Linked DNA regions of Capsicum annuum: region 1 is linked to region 2. Evidence: chromatin contacts called from public Hi-C data. All regions are on one chromosome and are shown on one strand. Each heading gives the region's core, a stretch centred on a gene start, on an enhancer-like site or on the middle of the called end of the contact. The rest is flanking DNA. Distances are from core to core; before and after follow the strand shown. Region 1 holds the start of LOC107842523 (auxin-responsive protein IAA13). Region 2 holds the start of LOC107842521.

Evidence for each region. Hi-C and Micro-C count contacts between places; a contact is called where the count stands out from the background.
Region 1: a contact with region 2 is called in a Hi-C map of leaf, with 2.2 times the contacts expected there. The contact joins the promoter of LOC107842523 here to the promoter of LOC107842521 in region 2. A contact is called at or near these places in 2 of 5 Hi-C or Micro-C datasets (leaf and placenta).

What each region holds. Positions count from the first base shown.
Region 1 is chr9:114,210,258-114,216,357 of UCD10Xv1.1, forward strand. LOC107842523 (auxin-responsive protein IAA13) reads left to right here and starts at 3,430. Exons shown (of 5, transcript XM_016686421.2): 1 at 3,430-3,914. The coding sequence starts at 3,592.
Region 2 is chr9:113,681,245-113,687,349 of UCD10Xv1.1, forward strand. LOC107842521 reads left to right here and starts at 3,041. Exons shown (of 3, transcript XM_016686419.2): 1 at 3,041-3,387; 2 at 5,316-6,105. The coding sequence starts at 3,285.

The DNA of each region.
Region 1 (6,100 bases), core at 2,180-4,679, 530 kb after region 2:
TCTTATTTCTATGTTTTTTATTTATTTTATCACCTAGATAATCAACAATTAGCATTAACAAATGACATGTGTTTGCTTATTAATTATCTTATCACTTAGCTAAATAGTAAATTAATAATAAAAGAAGAGACCTTTATTTGATCACATAGAATCCCCATGTAAAGTATGAATCGGCCGGAAACCACCTTTGTGGACCTCGAAAGGTGCCTAACACCTCGAAAGGTGCCTAACACCTTCCTTGTGAGGTAATTTGAACCCTTACCCAAACTCTGGTGAACTAAGACAAAACGACAAAATAGGTTCGTAGTAGCCTAGACCGGTGCCCTAACGCACCTTAATACGTTAGGTGGCGACTCTTCACACCCTTCTCTTAAACGCATCCCAAGAGTTTGTCAAGTCGAATCCCTCCTTCCGCGAGGAAAAAGGAGCGCGACAGTAATTTATTACCATTCTACCTTTTCCTCTTACTATTTCACTATGGTTTCTTACTATGAAAGTTGTTGATCTATGTTTTGATTTGGATCTTCTAATTATCCCTAATTCTAGTAGCTCTTTTATTTGTATTTCAAAGTCTTTAAGGTCTTCATTTGTGGCTTCTATAGATGTTGTTTTTATAGTATATTCTGGATTAATTATTTCTAATTTGCAGGAATTTGATTGGAGTCCCAATGTTGCAAGGGTTTTCTCCAATTATCTCTAGTTTATCTAGGATTTGTATTTTTTTTATCTAAGTCTTTTTTTATCTTTGATTACCCCTATCTGTTGTATACCTTTCCTAACATTGTATAATTTTGTACCTAGTTCTATTAATGTGTAATCTTTTTCTATTTCTTCTATTGTTAATAGATCATGTAATTCCTCGCACATTGTTACCTTTTTATTATCATTACAAATACAATTTTCTCCTTTATCACATTCTAGAGTTTTTTTTTTTTTTATTTGATCATTTGAGCTTTCGATTTCTCCTGTCTTATCTTTAAGAAAATGATATTTAGTTAGCAGTGGTTGTGTCTGTACTAGTGAGTGAGTGACATTACTAATGAATATTACCCAATTTTTCGTAACAAAACATCCGTCATTATTTTGCATCATAAAATCTAATCCTAAGACAAAATTTTGTTTTATATTTAAATCTCTAACTAGTATTTCACTAAGTGTATATGATGATTCGTAGAATTTTTCACAAGTATTAATAAAACTTACCTTTGTTTTTGGTATATAGTCTGTATAGGTATTATGGGTCCCGTTCATTTGCATGGATTGTTGAGGTTTTGACAATTTTTTAATTAATTTTGATGGTAAAATTCTACTATTTAAAATATTTTTTATGCATCCTGAATCAACTATAGCTAATGTTTCGAATTCATAGTCTTAAATTTTTATTCTTGCTAAAATTTTGACTGTATTTATCTTCTTTTCTTCATTACATACCATTCCTTCAAATGATATCTTTATTAATTTTTTCTGTTTAACTTTATTATTTTCAACAGATGTATTCAATAATTCTATCTCTACTAAATCTTCTTCTCTGATTATCTGTTTACTATATACTTTTATCTATAATCTTTTTAGTCTTTCTTCTAATTTTAATATTCTGTCTTCTGCTGTTCTAGTTATTGGTTCCTTCGTATAAAAATTATTTAAATTATTTGTTGATTTTGGAATTTCTAGGATTTCTGAGGTTTTCCTATACATTTTATGCATCCTTCTTTATAGCATTTCTTATATTTTGCCCTTTTGTTTTTACTTGAAAACCATTTACAGAAACAACACTGGTTACTGTCTAATCATTTTCCTTCCTCAAATTCATGTTCACACTCTTCTATCAAATTTACCAAATCATAATAATCTGAGTTTGTCTTTTCTAATCTTATTTCATTTATAAATTCCTCTTCTCCAGAATCTGAAGAATCAGATTTATCTTTTTCTTCTTCAAACACTTCCATACTCCTAATGGAGTATATACTTTCATTATCTGACATATATTCATCTACATTTATCAAATTTTCATTTACATCTTCTATTAATTGTGCATTCCTAGATCTAGTATTGTTTCTTTTTGGACAAGTATTTGCTAAGTGCTCTATACTTCCGCAGGTAAAGCATTCTAATCTATATTTGTAGGTTCTACTAGTATTATATTTTCTTACATGTTTATTCTTATCTAGGTATGACTTTCTTGTGTTTGATCTTCTTAAGTACTATTTCTTCCTAGGGTGATAGTCTTTTTTATATGTCTTTTTCTTTTTATAATCTTGGTCATAATGTTGTGTAGTATATATGTTTTTACAAAAATCTATATCACTTTTTTTTAATTGTTTTTGTAGTTGTATATTTGTACATTTTTCTTATAATATATCCATTACATGTATTCTTTTCCTTATTCACCATTGGTTGTTTGAGTTTTATATTACTCCTTCTCTTTTGAATCATTTTTCTTCTATCTCTCTTCCTAGAGCTCCAGGTAATTTTTTAAATAATCTAGCTCCTAGACTCTGATCAAACGAGTTCCCACTAATTGTACAATAATAAAAATAGTCATTTAGAAATTATTTAATCCTTGATCAATTATTCATACTTAGTTGTTCTAAATGTATTAGGGTTTTTTACTACAATACTACTAATCCACTATTGAGATCTTCTCCTGTTAGTAGAGTATATACTTTGTTTACAAAATTGTATGGATATATATATATATATATATATATATATATATATATATATATTAAATAGTCTATTTCTAATGATAATGTTAAGTCTGGAATATCTTATATCATGTGCTTAAGTTGTTGGACTAAGAGCTACTAGAATTAGGAATAATTAGAAGATCCAAATCAAGACATGGATCAACAACGATCCCCCACTCCACTCCACTATCCCACCCTCAAATATTCTTTTTAACAAAAGTTCATAATTTTTTCTTACCCCACTCCCCTTATTCTATTCATTCTCATTATATTGTATTAAATATATACAAAAAAATTTTAAAAAAATATTTTTCAATTTGCGTAACGAACACAAGAAAAGAAGTAATAAACCATTTGTTTTTCTAATTTTTTTTTTGTATTTCATACCGAACACTTCCTAGCATGCACAAAAAATATATTCAAACTTTTTACTTGTCGTTGTTGATCACGTTTCAAAACACTCAAAGAAAATAAAATTTATTGTTATAAAAAATAAATTCAATTATATTTATTGTGATCTACTCTTGTATTACTTTTGTTAAAATTTATATGAATTTAATAACTTAATATATTTACATGATATAATTTATGACAGATTAGCTAAAACAAATATATTATTAATAAATTTAATATTAATAATAATTAAAAATATCTTAATACATTTATCAGTCATGCTATAATATCAGTTGTTAAACAGTAGCGACATTATATTGTACTGGATAATATCATGCCATACCATACCATATAATCCTACATTATGCGACCGCACAAACCACCATCCAAAGTGTGACCTTCTCCAACACTCCCCCTCCCCTCCCTTACCTACCTACGCTCAACATTTGCTCTCCCTTTTCTTCTTGAAAATCAAGAAACCCCTAGTCTTTTTTTTTTTCTTTTTCATTTGATGAAAGACACTCTTGGTCTAATGGAGTTGGGTTCAATTTCTACTGAAGAGAATATGGTGATGTTATCATCTGAGGCTTCTTCATCATACCCTGATGACTCTGAACTTGAATTGGGTCTTGGACTCAGTCTTGGTGTTGCTGCTGTTCCCAAGTCTAAAACTGGTCAATATGCAAAAATCTTGACACCCAATGATTTCTCTTCACCTTTGGCTTCTAATTCATCATCTTCATGTTCATCTTCTTCAGCTACAAAAGCTAATAATGCTTCTTGTGGCACCAAGAGACCTGCTCTTTCTATTTCTCCTCCTCGTTCTACTCTCAGGTATTTATTCTCCTCGTTTTTTTAAGCGGTGTACAATTGATCATTGTAGTTCGTAGTTCGGCACATAGCGGGAGCTTTAGTGCACCCGGCTCCCCTTTATTATTCTTCCATCAATTTCCGTAGGATATGATTAGGTGTGTGTTTGATGCTTTGCCAACGGATTTTCTTTCGTCTATATTCTTCTACTATGATTATTTGATGTAACTATGCATCATTTTTTTTCCTTTTAAAGATATTGTTCTTCTTATTTCATCTTGTTTGATTTGAGCAAAATATTTGTTTGCTGTACATTTGGTTCTCTAGGAATTAGATACCTATGATGAAGTGCATTTTTTTTTCAGTTCTTTTTATGATAAACATTTATCTTGTCTGTGTCCTTTCTATATCTCTGAATTATATTCTTCCTCGTGGTAGGATATTGTACTTTACTAAACCTCCTAATTTTTATTCAGTATTTCTGTCCATTCATCTTAAGGAAGAATCTTGTTTGAGGTGACACAAAGCTGAAGCAGCAACTGGGGGACTCATCCTTTTTAATATTTGACAGCAACTAGTAGCGCAAACATTGTTCTAGGAGAAAGAGTCAAAGGGAGAAGGGGTGGGGGAGTAAGCTTCTTCAAATTTTATGTGGAAGAAGATGGGCTTATATGTTGATTTTATTATGTCAACAGGATGCACACACAGATAACACCATCTCTGGTTTTTATTTGACATGATTTTAACAATGCAATGGGTTTCATGTTGATCGATGATTCTATCAAATTAAATTGATCTCAACTATTCATAGAATTCTTGAAGATGCAATATGTTTCTGGTCAAAGACTACTTTGTAAAAACCCTTGGAACCAGAAGTCATCAGTCTGGTAATTAGAAATGGAAATAGTAACTGGATGTCAGGTTGTTTTCTTCTTCTTTTTTTCCGTACAAACAATGACAACCTTATGGCTAGAGCATTGGGACAGAGGTTCTTCTCGTAGATTTGGTTTTCTTTCTCATTTCCATTAAATGGTGAATGAGTGATGGATGTACTTCTTACTACCTGATATAAACTACTAGCCTCTTCTAATGATACAATTTTATTCCGAGCATACTGTTTTCACAAGAGAAGTATTTTGGATGTACCAATAAAAAAAGAAGTATTTCAGATGTGTAGAAGGTCATGATTTAAAGGAGTTCCATTTTTTAGAGAAACCATTGACATACCAAACCAAGCGGGTGATGACAAAAAGGGGGAAAATGAAATAACAAATGAAGCAAGAGAAAATTTTTGATATTTCGTTAAAGTTTCTCTAGTCCCTTAAATGTTCTCGTAATAGCAGCCAAGAATATATGTTAGGACGCTTTTCCACTGCTTTCTTCTTCTAGCATCCTGTGTTGTCATGCTCCTACTTGCTGAACTGTCTCCACCATTTCTTTAAGAAGATTCTATGGAACGCTGAAGATGGGTAATACCACGGTCAGTATCCCAAGACATAACTGCAATGCAATAGGAAACATCCATGACCCCATTTATGGCTTTTGCACATGCAATGCCAACTAACAGCAATTCATCCTCTTCTTACTCTTGAGTTGTTTATTATTAATATGGCCTCCCCTGCTATTGATGTGGAGATAATGTTCTTCATATTATGTCATTTTAGATCAATCTCTTTTTCTCAACCTTTTCTTGCATAATGAGTCCGTTATGGTATTTTAGACACTAGGATAAGATGAGCTGTTGTGAGAGAGTTTTCCATCTCCAGGATGATAAATTTGAGAGAGAATTAGGTATACATCAAAGTATTGGAAGTTTTATGAATGATTTTAATCTTAGTCGAGCGAACATGAATTGGATCTTTGGCAGAACTATTGTTTACACAACATAAAAGAGAAAAAACAGATTTATCCTCTATTCAACTAACGTTTAAGAGCATTTGGAGCTAGAAAACTAAATCAATTTCCCATAGAAAAGAGAGGATGCTCTTTTGAATGTTGTGCTGGTTTTCATTTTTTACAATTGATGATTGCTAGAGACTGCATTATGCATGAAACTTAGGAGGATTTTGACATTGAATTCCTGACGAACGTTGCATCTCTGTGTACAGTTGTTATACACACTCTTTATGCTAAAATTACCTTACCTTCTCAAGATAAAAAGGAGCTGCATCTTATAAGTTAACGGTTTCATGGTACCAATTGACTAAGTT
Region 2 (6,105 bases), core at 1,791-4,290:
TTTATCCTATAAATAGAAGGAATTCCTTTGTTGTAAATCATCCTCAAGGATCTCAAGAGATCTTTCAAGATAAATAAGAATTACTCTCTCTTCTCTCTACTCTTGTTCTTCTTTATTCTTTTATTGCTTTATAACAAAAGAATGATTGTTGTTCCTATATATAAATATAGAATTTCAGTTTGGTGCACCGTCGGTGTAGTTTATTTTTATACTATCAGATAACTCTTACCTGCTCCATTTCTTATGTAAAAATATAAAAATGAATGACCTGCTATAATAGATAAAAGTCACATGACGTGTAAAAAGAAAATACACCGACAGTACACCAAACTTAAACCCATAAATATAGGATCATAACGTAAAGTCAGATGCCTGCAACTCTAAATCGCTTCTCTTAATGGAGGAAATAGTTGACGGGGATCAATAAGATTTCAATTGTTGAAATTAATATGTTTTTTCTCAATTTTCTTAAGTACTGATGTTTTATGTACTTTCTTCGTTTCAAAATAATTGAATTATTGGAGTGTTTTTCAGTGTTTAAAATAATTGAATTGTTCATTATTTAAGATAGATGTTGAAATTTTTTTTCAATTTTATCCTTCGTTAATTAAAATTTTCAAGGATGAGTTCCAATGATCATTACTAATGTTTTGGAATTTGAAAAGGACAAAAATAAAAAAACATGACTAATTTATGTCTTTGTCTTTTTTTCTTAAGATGTGTGTCATATTTCAACAATTCAATTATTCTGAAACAAAGGGAGTATATTTTATTATTGTGCCGATGAGAGTTAATTCTCAATTTACTTACTTTTGATCTTGTCTTTCTTCCGCAGGATAGCAAATATATGTCCGTACCTAAACACAATGGTAATGAATTGAACCTTTTTCTTGCTTTGTCGAGATTATTTACTCTGCCCTACCCTATAAATCATGCATTACTCATGTTGTTAGTGGGACTCACTATATACAATATTTTTAGTTCTTTTTTTATTTTATTGATTGTATATTTATGCAGTTTTTTATATATTGTAAATTGGTCTGATAGAGCTAAATTTACTTATGTTTTACAATAGGAGGAGATTTGAAGAGATTTGAAGAGAAAGATATTAGTCTATTAATTTGTTCCCTTTATCTAGAACTTAAACTCTATGTTTCAAATCTTTAAGGTTTCTCATATTTGAATCCATTATTTTTTATAATTATTGGTTCAAATCAATTTTAATAGATTTTAACATATAAATATATGCTACACTTAAAGTAACAAGGCGGGACAACTCTATATCCGCTTATGCGGAAGATACAGTAATAGATAGAGAAGGTCTATGAAATAAAAAGCCAGTTGATCATGTGGCGTAAAACAGATGTACGTACTCTTACCTTAAGACAATTTTCCATCATGAGTTGAACAAATCGTGGGTGCGCGGCTGTCATATGTTTGAAGAGACCATTCACGAGTTTGAATTAACGAAGAATAAAGAGAGAGTACTTTTTTCTACAGAAAACCTAAGCTACACATAGTGTATGTCACGAGCTTGAATCGTGAAGAATAAAAAAAGATTATTTCTTAACAGAAAACCGAAGTTACAGCACACAATACAACATTATGTTGAGATGGAAACTTAAGCCATAAAGGGTTAAGCTAATCACTAGGTAAAACTCAAAAATGTTTCAACTGGAATGACAAAAATATTTCAAATAAAAAGACGGTAAGTGTTGTTCTAAGAATAATGAACAAGCTACGCCACAAAAAGAATAAAATAGAACATGCACCAACATGGACTTTTTATCAGCTAATACAGAAACTCACTAAAATGCAACAACTGCGGTGTATATCATATCTTAAGAAATATACTGAAGATCAGACTTTTTAACACATAAAGCTAGAAAGAAAAACATAACAGTGAATAATTACTATAGTAAAGATAAGAGTAATTGAGAGGTAATGCTAGGAAAGAAAAAGAATTAAAAAGGTGTCCATGTCAGATAACAACATATAAGAATTAAGATGTCAGTTGCCCTCTAATATTGCATGGTTGTAGAAAACCCTCCTTTTGGTTAAGAACAAGATTTTTGTTTTTTTAAGAGTTATACTCCTGCCATCTTTACTTGTTCACTATCAATTTGATATATATTTCAAGAAATAGTAATAAATAATAAAGTTAATTTAATGATTACTCTTTATATTTGAGATTCTACTCAAACCTCTCTTGAAAAATTTCACTTAATATATTGTAATTAAAAGTTCATAGATTTTATATGTTGACTAAGTATGCTTTCTCACAAAATGAAAAGAAATAGTTATGAACAATTTTCCAATTAATTAATGATGAAATTCATATCTAAGTCAATATTCTTTTTAATTATATTTGTTAACAAATAAAATACGTGCTTTGGTCACGCCTAAAGTGTGTCCATCAGCCACTTAGAACTTTTGTGGTAAAATATATATGTATTTACACTAATATATATGTGTGTGTATTTATATTTATATTTATATTATTATATTAAAGTATGAAGGATCTTTAAAAATTGATTTAAAATTTTTACACTTCATTAAAAATTTCACTTAATATATTGTAATTAAAAGTTCATACATTTTATATGTTGACTAAGTATGCTTTCTCACAAAATGAAAAGAAATAGTTATGAACAATTTTCCAATTAATTAATGATGAAATTCATATCTAAGTCAATATTCTTTTTAATTATATTTGTTAACAAATAAAATGCGTGCTTTGGTCACGCCTAAAGTGTGTCGATAGTCACTTAGAATTTTTGTGGTAAAATATATATGTGTTTACATTAATATATATGTGTGTGTTTATATTTATATTATTATATTAAAGTATGAAGCATCTTTGAAAATTAATTTGAAATATTTATACTTCATTAAAAATTTCTACAATAAATAAAATTATTTAATTTTAAATAATCAAACTTTACACGTGCGAAACACTTGCGAATAAACTAGTAATAATTAATAATATATGTTTGGTTGGTTAAGTAATTTTTGCTTCAATAAATAAATAGGGGGATCGGCATATATGAATGAAGAGGGGGACCCGTAACCTATAAATAAATTTTGGAGATGAGTGGAAACACAAGAGTTGGCATGGGCATTCATCGTCCGCTCTTTTTCCCACAACACATCATTCTACAGAAACACAGAATCGACAAATTTCTAGGAAGATTCATTCCCCAGCAATTGGGTTGATTTTTACAGAGAGAGATGCATACACCTAAATCTTAGTTTTTTGCATTTGGCGTGGGAGACAATTAATTATGTTTGGATGCAAATGCTTTCGTTGGAGCAAACTTTCAGATCTCTCTTCCCGTGAACCTGACACGTTTCTTCTGCCAGCACCCATCCCTCAATGGCCCCAAGGTATCCCAATTGCCTTATTAATTATCTCTTCTCTATTGATCTTTTTCATTGGCTGTCAATTCTTATTATCTGAATTTTGTTGCTCAATTGTCACTTTAATCAGTCAATCAACTGCCACCTCAATATCAAATTACTTAGTTGGTTGGGCTACATGAAATTTTCATTGTTAGACTGTTTTTATGTAATCCGGATATGCTTCATCTCACATAGGGTTTGTTGCGCATTAGATTTTAACATGTAAGGTTTTATCCTCTTTATTATGTATCCATTGTTATGCCTACCTTTGCATTGAAAAGAAAAGAACATCTTTTTTGACTGAAATGCTTCAATGTTCCAGCAAAACTGGAAATTACATGTCCATCCCAGTGGCATGTTGCAATATTCTTCATCCAATTACCGTGACTATGTCTTTTGTTTTGTTTATCTTAGTTTGAACTAATAGGTTCCGCATTCCACGAGGTTCATGTAACACCCCTAGGCAAATTCCACATTGACAAACACGGGGCAAATTCCACATTGACAAACACGGGAGAGATGCTGGGTATATAAGGAAGCAAGTGTTAGACTCTAATGACGCGTTTTAAACCCGTGCAGGCCTAGGCCCAAAGCGGACAATATCACTAGCGGGCTGGCTATGACAGCTCATGTTTCTACTGTGGTTTGGTGACCGACAATGATCAACTTTAAAATGATTTCTGTTGTTCTCGAGAAGAATAATGTTTAATGTATGTTAAGAAAAAAAAATTAATGTGTGCCTTCTTAAAGAAAAAATAGAAGAATGTATGCTACTGTTTGTGGTGAAATATGCATGAGGTGGTGGTAACGACTGATTCTTTTAGCACTGGCAAAGAAAGATTCTAATCGTTTTCGTGTTTCCAAGCACATTATTGAGTGTGAAACATTCTTAACTGGTAGTTTCTCTTTTACCACTCTTTCATGCTTTTAATTCTATTTGCCCCTTCTTACAATTTACAAGGGCTCTTCAAGTTTTAATACCTAGAGTTTTCAATGAAGTACTGTTGTCTGGGAAGAGGCTGTTGTAGTCTTTTGATTGATAGGCACAAGGACAGGGAGCAGTAAAATGGAAACTTCCTGATGTTATTTTGTTTTACAAGAAAACGAAACTAGCATAAGTTTCTTAAATGTGAATACTTTCTGAAAGTTCCTCGTGCGTTTGTTTGTCCAGTAAAATCTTATGTAAAACTGCTTTCAAGATTTGTCCAACTCACTTAGTTTTCCTTCATGATTTAACTTCCATATATTAAAGCAGGATGTTGTTTTTCTGTCAATTTCTTGTTCAACTGATTAAGTTTCACTTCAATTTTCCTCTCTTCCATGTTTTCTATGTTGTACTTTCATTCCCATCTTACAGGAGGTGCCTTTCCATTCGAAAAAGACTTAAAAAACTTTGCAGACTGATTTAGCAATTTGCTAGATACGTTATCACTAAAATTTTAATTCTGAATTTTCATCTTCAATCCACTAAACGAAATTCTTAAGAGTTTGGATAAGTTTGTTTTGGATAGTTTAGGATTCTTAGTTGTTATTTGAGATGAAAGCTAATTATTTCATGGCTTAAATGAGTTTTTTATTCAGCTTCTAAGTTTTCATTTTGATCAAACGACTCTTTGGGGTTAAACATAAGAATTTGTTATTCTACTTCTTTCTTCTACTTGGAAAAGACATTGTATATGTTCTTGGGAGTGCATTAGTTTTCAGACTCACTTGATATGATGTGTTAGTTTATGGGTTGTCGAATCAGCACTGTACCCCAATGGACTGTTAGAATCATGTTAGCAGACTCCATACAAAAAAAACAAAGAAAAATAAAAAAAGAAGTCCTTTCTTGAAAAAGTAATTAATGAAGAACATCTCTAATGCTAGTTTTTTTCCTATTTCTTCCACTGTCTTAGAATGTTCTGGTACAGGATTCGCAAGTGGAACAATTAAACTAGGGGAATTGGAGGTTCGTAAAATCAGCAAGCTTGAGTTTGTCTGGGGTTGTAATCTATCACAAGATCGGAAACAGGGTGTAAGCATTTATAAGCCAAGGGAGGTGCCTGATGGATTTTTCAGCCTTGGCCACTACTGCCAATCTAACAACAAGCCTCTACGAGGGTTTGTGCTTGTTGCTCGGGAAGCGGCTAAACCTGAGGTGGGGGACTATTGCAGTGGAAATCCTTGTTTTCCTGCGCTTCAGAATCCCCTTGATTACACGCTAGTCTGGAGTTCTAATGATGGAACGGAAGAAAATTTTGATGGATCTGGTTACTTCTGGTTACCTCAACCACCTGAAGGTTATAAAGCCATGGGGTTCATTACGACTACTAATCCTGTTAAACCTGAGTTAGGGGAAGTTAAATGTGTTCGAGCTGACCTCACTGATGAATCTGAAACTTACTGTTTGATACTCAAAACCAGCTCTGTGCTTTCAGAAGTACTGGCAATTTGGAGCATAAGACCGCGCCATAGAGGAATGCATGGTAAAGGTATTTCAGTTGGTACCTTTTTCTGCAGTAGCTATTGGAGCCCAGGACAAGAGCTAAACATCGCATGCCTAAAGAACTGTGATACAAGTATACAAGCAATGCCAAACCTTGATCAGATTCATGCAATCATTAGGCACTATGGTCCTACTTTGTTTTTCCATCCTGGCGAGGCATATCTTCCATCTTCTGTACAATGGTTCCTAGAAAATGGGGCAATGCTCTATATGAG